Linked DNA regions of Capsicum annuum: region 2 is linked to region 1. A link is a contact called in public Hi-C data. All regions are on one chromosome and are shown on one strand. Each heading gives the region's core, a stretch centred on a gene start, on an enhancer-like site or on the middle of the called end of the contact. The rest is flanking DNA. Distances are from core to core; before and after follow the strand shown.

Evidence for each region. A called contact is a pair of places that touch in the nucleus more often than the background predicts.
Region 2: a Hi-C map of pericarp shows a contact between it and region 1, with 4 times the contacts expected there. The contact joins two enhancer-like sites. A contact is called at or near these places in 3 of 5 Hi-C or Micro-C datasets (leaf, pericarp and placenta).

The regions. Positions count from the first base shown.
Region 1 is chr1:18,008,679-18,014,454 of UCD10Xv1.1, reverse strand. LOC124886445 (a long non-coding RNA gene) reads right to left here. Exons shown (of 2, transcript XR_007043619.1): 2 at 4,511-4,837. Among protein-coding and RNA genes, the nearest start is that of LOC124886445, 3.9 kb to the right of the region's middle. Within about 2 kb of position 2,249, at least 1 of the 5 cell types and tissues checked has an H3K27ac peak or open chromatin away from gene starts, as enhancers often do. A contact at or near this core is called in pericarp, where this site is marked.
Region 2 is chr1:18,076,218-18,081,603 of UCD10Xv1.1, reverse strand. LOC107870790 reads left to right here. Exons shown (of 15, transcript XM_047394705.1): 14 at 1,233-1,331; 15 at 1,434-1,730. The coding sequence ends at 1,586. Among protein-coding and RNA genes, the nearest start is that of LOC107870799, 11 kb to the right of the region's middle. Within about 2 kb of position 2,298, at least 5 of the 5 cell types and tissues checked have an H3K27ac peak or open chromatin away from gene starts, as enhancers often do. A contact at or near this core is called in pericarp, where this site is marked.

The DNA.
Region 1 (5,776 bases), core at 1,000-3,499:
GTTGATAGCCAGCAGGCATTTTGAGGCTATCTATTCTTGCAGTGTAAGGCTTGGCATATGCAAGGAAAAACTTGGTGACAACATCATACTTGTCTTTGAGGGTCCCTTTAATAAATTTCCTCAATTGCCCAATCGGGATCATTCCCTCAGCAGAAACTTGCACCTCTTTAGTCGATGGTGTTTTTGTTTCACAAAATTTTCTATCTTATGAACCTCTGGAGCTTTTCCCGGTGGATGGCTAGATTCTCCTTCTATCAAGCCTTCCACCCTATCCACTATCTTATCAATCCTAACTTCTTGATTCTGAATATAGTTAGTCAGGACTTCAATTGCCTTTGTTAGATTCGCAAATTGTTCCTCCATAGACGAGGCATCAGTTACCATTGCTTGCATGATTATCGGAGACATTGGAGAGTAACATGGATTTTCACATAAGTTGATCCTTGAAGTGCTCAGCTTCTGTGGTGTAAGTAGAGATGACGCATTTGTTGAACGATCATCGCTCTTTGCGCCAGAGTATTTGGAACCGGAATGTTCAAGTAGAGCTAGAGTCTTCTTAAGTGATTTTGCCACACTGCTTCCTCCTTCCGAAGCACTTTTATTGGACTTCGTTCCTTTTGGGGTTGAAGATCCAAAAACTGGAGCTGGAGCGGACAACACTGGATGTGTTTGTTGTCCTAGCAAGCCTGCCTTGCTTCTTGTGACAGCTCCCAGGCTTCCGAAAGTAACACCAAGGATGCTTTCTACTTCAGCAGAGAACTTTAAATCTGCATCCTTGGAAGCAGTTGATTGAGAATTGACCTTCTTGGAAGTCATTTTGTTGTTCTTAAACTTTGAAGTATGAAAAGTTGAGATGAGAGGTAGAGATTGTCCCACTGGGCGTGCCAGAATTTGTTGGACAATAAAATTTTTGAGGCCAAAAATAAATAATTCGAGACAAGAAAATATTGCAACAATCAATTTTATTAATTTCAATACGAGTGTTACAATCTCTATGAATCCTCTGATTCGCCTTTTCAAATATAAATTCAAGGGCTTCGAGCTTGATCTTGAATTTGAACTTGATTTCTTGATTTGAGGGACTTGATCTTGACTTGTGCTTGAATTCAAGGGCTTTTGAGCTTGTTCTTGAATATTGCGGTCTTGATCTTGAATCTTGATGAGCTTGATTTGAATGCTTGAGCTTTTTTAGAGAAATTGTGGAGTTTGATCCATGAGTTTTCTCTTGCTACCTGTTAAAATTCTGGGGGTCCCTTTTTCTGAATTATGAGACCCCTATTTATAGTTGTAGGAAAGGAAGAGTCATGATGAATATGGATTTCCTTTGACCAATCAGATTTAAGTGGTGTGGTGCCTTTTATGGGCTTTTATTTCATGGGCTTGCTGCATCAGTTTCACATGTGGCACGATCCTATTGTCTCCTTCACTTGACTTGGCATGCCACGTCATTTGACACGTGGCGCTTATTTGGGCCTCTAGAATATGGCAATATTTTTTGCTTAGTAAAGTGGTTCATCATTTATAACCCAAATTAATGAACTAACCCAATAAATATTGGACCTTATTTAAATCCATACCTATTTGGACTTAAATAATTAATTCAATTATATTAATCCATAATATTTATTCGGGACTAATATATTTTGAATTTAATATAATTCAAATTTTATATAGATTTAAATTTAATAAAATTGCATCGCCCACATGTTATACACTATTATACCTCATTATAACAAGGACGAACATTGTTAATATGTGTGTGTGATTTGTATAAGGTTGTATATACACACTGTTGCGAAAGAAATCACTTTTGCAGTCCCAATTTATGTGAAGATATTTCACACTAAGTTTAAAAATAAAAAGAAGATTTTTGAAACTTATAGTCTAAACTAAGTCATAAATATTTGTATTACTATAAATCATTTTGAACAAAATAGAAATTTAAATTGAGATAGAAAGAATATATGTTTTTTGGTTAATGAAAGAATATATGTTATGGAGATGTAAGCTAATAATATGATTACATGGCTACAAAGTGTTGTGCTTGGAATAATAGAATGTTACATTACATCAAAGCAATGTAGGTTGATGATTGATCTTTCCCTTGCATGTCCATTCAACTTTTTTACATGATTAAATTCTTACAAATTGTACATTTATATTCTTGAGAGAGTGGGAGAGGTCATAAGGAAAGAAAATTATTTAGTCGTGCAATAGTTATGTTTAATTTAAAAGGGAAATTACGTTTGCTTTTTAAAGGATCTTAATGTGGTGATTTAACAGGACCTGTCTCGCCTAGCCTTTTCTAATTGCTCAAGGACGGTCCTTAAAAAGTACAAAAACATCTTTCCCTTTTCTCGGATTTTATTTGATATCTGATATTTGTATTTGAGCTCAACTAAATTTGGATTCGCTCGTTGTATGGCCAATTTCGAGAGCACTGTTGGGACCTCCCAAGATAAATTTTTCATTTCCAACTATTTGAATTCGAGACCTCTAATTAATAAACACCTAGGCAGGTTACTATGATTAAAGTGTTTTGTACTGACATTTGGTTAAATAATTAATAGCGATTGCACATGCTTGGTTTCAGCTTTCTTTAATATTATTTTTGGGGGGAATATCTTGTAATTTAGCCCGTTATAACACTACCATTCTTATTACTTGCTACATTACTATATATACTGTTTCTTCATTAATTATTAAACACAACAACAGTCAACAATGTAGCACATGTATGTTGCTACTAATTAAACTGAAAAAAGATTATCCTTTGTCTAGTTGATAAATGAACAGACAGTATATATACAATATATATTGATTTTCAAATGATGTAACTATATAAAATTGAAAGATTTATGGGAGCGTATGTATTTATTAATGAAATAAGGTAATTGAAATACCAATGCTATTAAAATAGATTCATATTTTAAAATGCTACCAAAACAAAACTAGCTCATTACTGACCTTGCCTGTTTGCTAAGCTTGGTCAGAAGAGAAACCTTGGGGATCTTATCATGAAAACATGAAGTAATTTGGAGTAGATTTTAATTAAATTCCAAATCTGGAGTTTTCGAGTTTGTTAGTTATTTGAATTGGATGTTGTTCCAATTGATTCTAAATATCAAGAGGAGTTCGATCAAAACTTAAATTTGAAGTGATATAAAATAAATTTGAGCTAAATGTGAGTTAATTAGGGAAATGACAGAAACGACACTTCAAATTAAACTATTTCCATGAAAAGACCGTGGAATTTAAATTTCACTTTCTAGTCATTTCAATTTACTGACTTGTTCTATAGCGTTTCTATACACATTCAATACAGTTTTTATACAAATCTTATACATATAAATATTCTATACGAAAATTATACAGCTTTGATACACAATTTATACCATAACTGTACACTTTTTTTACACGTTTTATACAACAATTATATAATTTTCATACACTTTCTATATATTTTTTATATATATATTTTATACATATGCATATTTGATAGAACTATACAATTTCTATACATATACCTTATATAGATACATATTCTATTTAACAATTATATCATTTTTATATAATTTAATTATTATTTCTAAACAATAAAAAATAAAGCAGTATATTTGATCAATTAAAAAATTTACCGCAAAAAAAAATAGAAATATTTTTAAAAGGGTTGAATTGTCCAAGTTGAATATACTGTATCAATATTGTATATAGACTATCAGTATTGTATATGAACTGTATATGGACTACGTAGGCCAAAATGACCCAAATTGGAAAAGAATAGCAAATGGCCAGAAAGTGGCATTTTTTTACCCGATTGGACATTATATGTCCATATGCCCAAACTTGGGCTATTCTTTTTTTAAAAAAAAGCCTATACAATGTCTTTTTCCCTTAAATTTTAGAAGAGGCTCAAGAAAGAAAATGATAGTCATTTTTTATATAATAGGCTTATAAAAAATGTTGTATAGTTGGTGTATAATATTGTATATCAAATTTCTAAACATTATTGTAAGAGAAAAACCAAAATTTTGTATAATACTATATAGGAGTGTATAATGCCTGTATAACAAATTTTCAAACACCCCTATAAGAACATAATGAATTATGCAATTAAAAACTTTAAAAGTTTAACCATGTTAATGTTGTAGGATATACGTTTGCACAATTATTTCGAGGGCGTCCTTTGAAACTTTTTGACATTATAAAAAAATTTCGAGACATATTTTCGTAAGGAAAACATTTTTCTGAGAAAAACGATAGTTTAGTAAAAGGATAAATGGTGATGAATCCAAATTGTCATTGATGCTGCTTTCACAATTTTTGTAACAACTTCTTCTCACCTTAACCTTCATGGGTTAAGGAATCGTCGATAGCTTCTTCTTGTGCTTCGCAGTGGCTCTCCAAAAATATAAAGTATCCAAACATATTGAAGCTATGGAAAGATTCATTTTAGTGTCACTCGTAATAAATTGTTGTTGTTTTAAGATATAGATGGTAAAGTTCATAGTTATACCCTCCTTCATAGAGAAGTTCACCATTTTTTGTGCAATACAAAAGTTTGTTCCATAGTACAAAGCTTCTGCAAGTATTTGGCAAGTTGCAAAGGGTCATTAAACGTTTCCAACCATCTTGTCGAACCTCATTCTTCTGCAGTTGATGTTACGGATTAGCCCCCCTCTTCAAGCCAGCAGCTTTGCTCAGCATTTTCTATCGACTGTCAGCCTGTAGAGATGATTCATACGTCCAATTCTTTACTCAAGTTTTTCCCTCCATATACACTAAGGCACCCTTCCATAGTAGTCTTTGATGTTGGAAGTTTTTTACTTCACCACACCTGAAGATATATCGAAGTATAAGATTGTAGTTGTTGTACATATGAATTGGTTGATTCTGTCATTCTCATTCTGAGACCAATATAAATATTCTTGAGTGGTAATCCCTTGACAGAGAAAATATGTACGCGGTAGTACTGGATAAACGGAACTTATTTTTATTATGTCCAAGAAATTGTTAGACAAAGAGTACACAACATAAAACAAACTATAAATTAATATAACCTTGTAATCATATCATAACACAAATTAAACCGCAAGCATTAGGTTTTTCCTATTATTCTATTTCACTTAAGGACTGTCACGAACCAAATAGTCATAAGTGACACCCACACTAATTTTCCTACGGGAGAACCATCTAAACTGAACCATTACCCAAATACTTAGTCAATATTAGATAATATTATTATAAAACTTAACATAATAACAAATATCCAGGACTAATTATTATTAAGGCGGATTTTCAAACAAACTACTTACTAAAATTCCCAGGACCTGAAAGTCATTGTACAAGAACTACTAACAAAGATCATATCTAAAGTGATATCCAAAAATAAAGTAAATAAAGAATGTTTCATTGCCCGAAAGATGGACAAGAACAAATAAGATGACCCATGGCAGCCTGGAGACGGAGTGCTCACCCTTGGATCAAGATTTAACTCTAGAGATGAGGTCATGTCTGAGCCTAGAATACTTTCTGCACTCAACAAAAGAAGAGTACAGGATAGTATCAGTACAAACCATTATGTACTGGTATGTATCATAGGTCAACTCAATTTAATAGCATGTACACAACATAAATCAAATAACAAGTAGACAGACATCGTCACACAACAAATATTCAATGAATCAACAATACAACAACAACAGGTCAAACAGTGCTCACAAACAAGCCACATAACCATCAAGAGTATCAACCATAGTGTAAAACATCCACAGAA
Region 2 (5,386 bases), core at 1,049-3,548, 67 kb before region 1:
GGTGCTTGTCAGTAGTACTTTTAGTTTTGTAGAAACTTGTATGTCAGCATCTTGCTATTTTTTGAAACCAATCAGTATCCCCACAGAGGTAGGGGTAAGGTCTGCCATCTGTGTACATCCTACCTTTACGGACCCCACTTGTGGAGATAACACTGGGTATATTGTTGTTGTTGTTTGTAGAACTTGTATGTGACTCTGGGAATAAGTGTAAGATGTAGAGAACTTCTAGTTTTAGAGAATTGCCAGTACAAAAAGAAATTGATATAGCACCCAAGGGTGTGGCTTAGTGGTTCAATGAAGTTGGGTTGAGCACCATGAGATCTCAGGTTCAATTCCCAACACCCAACAGAGACAAACACTAGATGATTTCTTCCCATCTGTTCTAGCCTTGGTGGACAGAGGTACCTGGTACCTGTTGCTGGTGGGAGGTGGCCCGGACACCACGGTTATCAAAAAAAAAATTGATACAAATAGAGAGGAATATATGTAGATCATATATTTGACCCCAAATAGTTTGGAAGTGAAAGATAGTTGTTTGATGATCGTTTACCACTCATTTCAGAGCATGATAAGTCCAATCTTTCAGTGGAGATATAAGAAGTAACAAGAGTTAGAGATGGAAAAACAGAAGTAGATTGAGTCACCAGAAATTAATGACATTGAGCACAAGGAGTTCCATTACTGTTTTCTAAATAAGATGAATGAAGCTGCGACTTGTAAGGAAAATCTCTAACTTTAAATCTCTCTTAACAATTTAATTTGTTTGGGATCATCCGCACATCTTAGTGAAAGGATACCACAGAGAATGGATGTCATTGAGCTAAGGATTAGTGGTTGGCTGGTAACTTCTTGTCTTTTGGAAAGCTAATCCCTACTTTTTTTTGCGGTTTGACCTATTTCTGGGTGAAGTACGATGCTCATAATTTTTCTTGTGAAGATTCAACTTATTATACACTCACACAAGCTGAGCATTGCTTTTTCAAAGTGTTGCGAACCCATTTCAAAAAGTTTGGTCAAAGATAGATTCATTTCACTCCTGGAAGGGAACAACACCGGACTTCTGGATAGAAGAAGACTTTACTAGTTAGCAATTATTTCTGTTTTTCTGGAAGAACTTTGGGACTACTTGTGAATTTCTCTTGAATGTAATGCTGCATAAAGTCTGCTGATGTGATCCATATAATGTAGGATTTTTTTTTTATTTAGTCATGACTAACATTTCCCCTCTTCAGGTTTTTGCAGTTTTAACTCTAGCTGATTATGTACCTGGATATAAAGTTGCTGCACTGATAGAATTTTTTGACCGAAATTTACTCGTCTCTTTTCTTCTGGTGAGGAAAAATTTATTGGTGACATCATCATTCTATAAGATTTTATGTTCAACCTTTGATCTCTGGATAATTAGTCATAAAAATTGTTGTGCAATCATGCAGGCTAATGTGCTAACTGGAATGGTTAACCTTTCCATGGATACCCTTTCTGCCTCACCATTCGTTGCACTTGCTATCTTGGTTGGATATGCATACATTTTATCTATTGCTGCAGCAGTTGCACATTTTTATGGTATTCGCTTGAAGTTTTGGTAGTGGAGCTCGTTCTAGTGTACAATTTCATTTATTCTTTAACCCGTCTTCCATTATAACTATTCTTACCATTATTGTTACTGTAATAGATCCTGTATGTCCACAATAGATTCTGAAATAGAGGCATTGGATTCACTTTTAGTTTGATGTGGCTGAGCGATGTATATTTTTCCCTTGACCCCTCTTCCCTTTCCTTCAAAGGAAAGGAGGAAAAAGGAACCTGTTGATTTAACTACGCTACAGAATACTCAATTTCTGTTGATTAGAAATGCACAGTGTGTGTGAGATAATTGAACGAAGCGTACTCACATGACCATGTTATCGCGGCCTAAATCATATGCCCTTGCTATGCTACAACAGCCAAAAGGAGTATATGTGACAGTAAGCAGTGGAGAGAGTGAGACCTCAATCCCTTTTTCGCATTCTTTGTGCATGCACCGGGTTGGATTGCCATGGCTGTACATAAATATCAAATACTGGGGCTAAAAAAGAAAGCCAAACTCAAGCCCCATTTGGGAAATGGGTCCCCCAAGAAAGTGAGAATACTATTCTTTTGAATAATAATAGAATTGTAGAGTTTTAGTTTTGAATGCAGATGATTGCTGAAATGTACTTGAGAAGAGAAAGCTTTGGTTGGTCACATGGATTATGGATATCCTATACAGAGAGGGCCTGACAGCTTGGACCATGGACAATGGTCCAATGACCTATGTCCATTCATATGTCCTCTTCTCCAGATAAGGTGATATTTCCTGTGTTTCTACTTTCACATGGTCCTTATCTGCTGTTTACCTTCCTATTCTTTTCCCCCTCTCTTCCTGTCTATTTTTTTCCTTCCTTCTGAGTTATTGTTTTGCCCTTACCTTTTATTAGTCTGGACCTTAGGTGACTATGTACAATATAAGGTTGGTTATTTTTATCATATATGGTTTTTATCATACAAGGTACACTGTACTTTGCTATAGTCCACAAGTGTAGTAGGTGGATTATAAAGAGCTGGAGCTATTTCACATTTGTTTTTTTGATAACGGTGGTGGCCGGGCCCGTTTGCTCGCACCTCGACAATTCTACCAGATACCTACCATCTCCCACCAGTTTGGAGCTATTTCATATTTTTGGATTGAATCATCTTTCACATATAAAAAAACTAAATTTCTAGTTGAATAAATTTCTAGATTTCTAGTTAAATTAATTGGAGTAATTACATGCTCTCACTAAACTCCTACTTCTTAAAGTTTATCAAACATTTACTAGAGGTAAAAGAGTAACTTTCTTTTGTTGCAAAGTGTCAATCCAATACTGAATTTCATGCTTTGGAGATGGGGGTGGACAGCAGGCTTCAGAGGAAGTTTTGTTCTGATTCTTTTTTTATTTTACCTTTTCAGAGGGCAGACTTTTTTATTTTTTTTGAAGAAGAGGGTGGTTGGGGTTTGGGGGATTGGGGGGTGTTAGTCAAAGTTCTGGGCAAGCGGCTAAGCTGCATTTCTTGAACGATTAGTTTAGCGGCTAAAATGTCACCCCTAAGTATTACTCCTTGCGTGTAAGTTGTGCGGACTCTTCAATTTTGATGCCGCACTTGTGTCAGATTTTTCAAAAATACATTAATTTTGGTGAATCCGACATGCAACCATTGACATTTTTGATAAGTTCGAGCAACATAGCATTACGTCCAATATATGTCCCGCTATTTGACCAAGCATGAAATTTAGGAAATAAGAAAATATTTTTATAACTAGTGGGTTAAAGTAATTCACTTGTTTTGCTATACACCATATCTTTAAAGATAAAATGAAAGTTCTAAAGCTGAGTTATTTCAAAATTCGAAAATATTTGTTCTTTTTGAAATAAACTAAATAGGAAAATATGTCACATTATTAGTTACAGAGTATATTTTTGAATATTTTGTAACAAAAAAAGAAAAAACAAGTGCAAACTCGTTGGATACCTAATGGGCAGTGAGAAGTAGAGTAGGACAAGGAGAAATGACAAGGTTGATGGCAAAGTATGATTCAAGTATCATGGAGGACCCAAGCGAGTATTTACCTTTTGGACAAACTTCCAAATATTTTGTTGATATCATTTCAAAATATATGGTCAAAAAATGAACTCCATATTTAATGAGTTGATTAATGTGTGTGGTATATACTATATAATAAGAGTCAAAAGATAGAAGCATTGAAAAACAAATTCATGCATCATGGATTCTATTTACGTAGTAAGTCTTTTCATATGGCAGCTTTTCCCTCTACATTGTTTGCCAAAATTGGGTAAATTTCGTTCTCTTTTCAGTATATCAACTTACTATAAGATACAAATTTTTCACAACCTAGTGTAAATTGGTATGATACATGAGAATAGTAATGGAGCAAGAACGTGTATTGATCTTTGATGAGGCATATGACTTTTTTTATTCTCAAGAACTCTAACCCAAGATCTTAATGAGTAGAGAAATTTCAACCATCCTACCAATGCGGTTCACCTCTGTTCTAGAAATTTATTTTGATTGTGTGTATTGTATTTATTCTTATCACTTTTTTTCACCAAAGATTTTTTAAATATTTAAAAGAAAACTACCTGTCAATATCTGAATGAGCCTTCATGTCTGTGCCTGATATGGGAACTCTTGTTCTCTTCCTCAGATGATAATAATGCACGCCGTTATATTAATAAAAAATATAGTATTATGGTTCCCAGAGAGCTGATTCATGTAATCTTTATCCTCTTGTGTTGACTATTTCCTCTGAATCAGAAATTCGTGGGTTCATCTGAGACATGCAAATATTATACTATTATTTCATAGTTCGCTGGAATTCATACTACTACCTTGTATTTTATGAAATTGTATTATGCACCTAAATTTGTTTAGAAAAAAATAATCATTGCGTGCACCCTGGGGTGAATTAAAGGTAGATATACAGTGCTTTGAACCTATAATTTCATGGCAAAACTAGATATTTTGTGTGTGTATTTACTAGAATTGATTTAATATTAATAAAAAGGTTGTTCGGTGCTCTTTGTTGAACTGTGAGTTTGCACCTAATTTTCTGTTTGTTACAAGTATATATGTCTGGGTATTTTGCAGAGATCAATTTGAAAATGTCATGTCAGGAATATGTGTCTCTATGTGTATGAGAACAATTCTCAATACTAACCTTGAAAAGATCCGAAAATTGCAAATCGTGGAGGATTTTTATTTCAAGGTGAATGGATAAAAGTATTGATGAATTATTTCAATAGGATATCAAATACGGTATAAATTTTATGATAGGCTTACTCGTGGAATGTCCCACCTTATCCGGTATACCAAACTATCGTCACACTATTAGAAAATACGACAATGTTTATGTAAGAAGTTGTGTTTAGAAGAGTACTTTTGTTTTCCATAAGCCCAAATTTATCCTTATCATCACTAGGAGAAAATGCATCGTTGAACAACTTAATTAACGACGAGGGCATTTTTAAATCATACACGAACCGGACAATAAATTTATACATTATAATTTTGAGTACCAGTTATACATAGGGGAGCAGCAGAGGAAAATGATACTATGAAATTACATCGATACTTCCACGTATTATGGAGACATCTCTTCAAGTTATATATAATGGTGAGTAGCAAAGGGGAAATTGAGGAAGGTGGGTTACAAGTTCTTGCTATGACCTTAATTAAAGAGAAGTATCTTCGTTTTCTGTTAGTAATATATTCAAGTTAACCCTACTATCTCTATTAAAGTTCTTTTCAGACCCTATAAACTGACATTAGAGACACCTTTTGCACCCCCACCCCCACCCCCGGTCTTCCA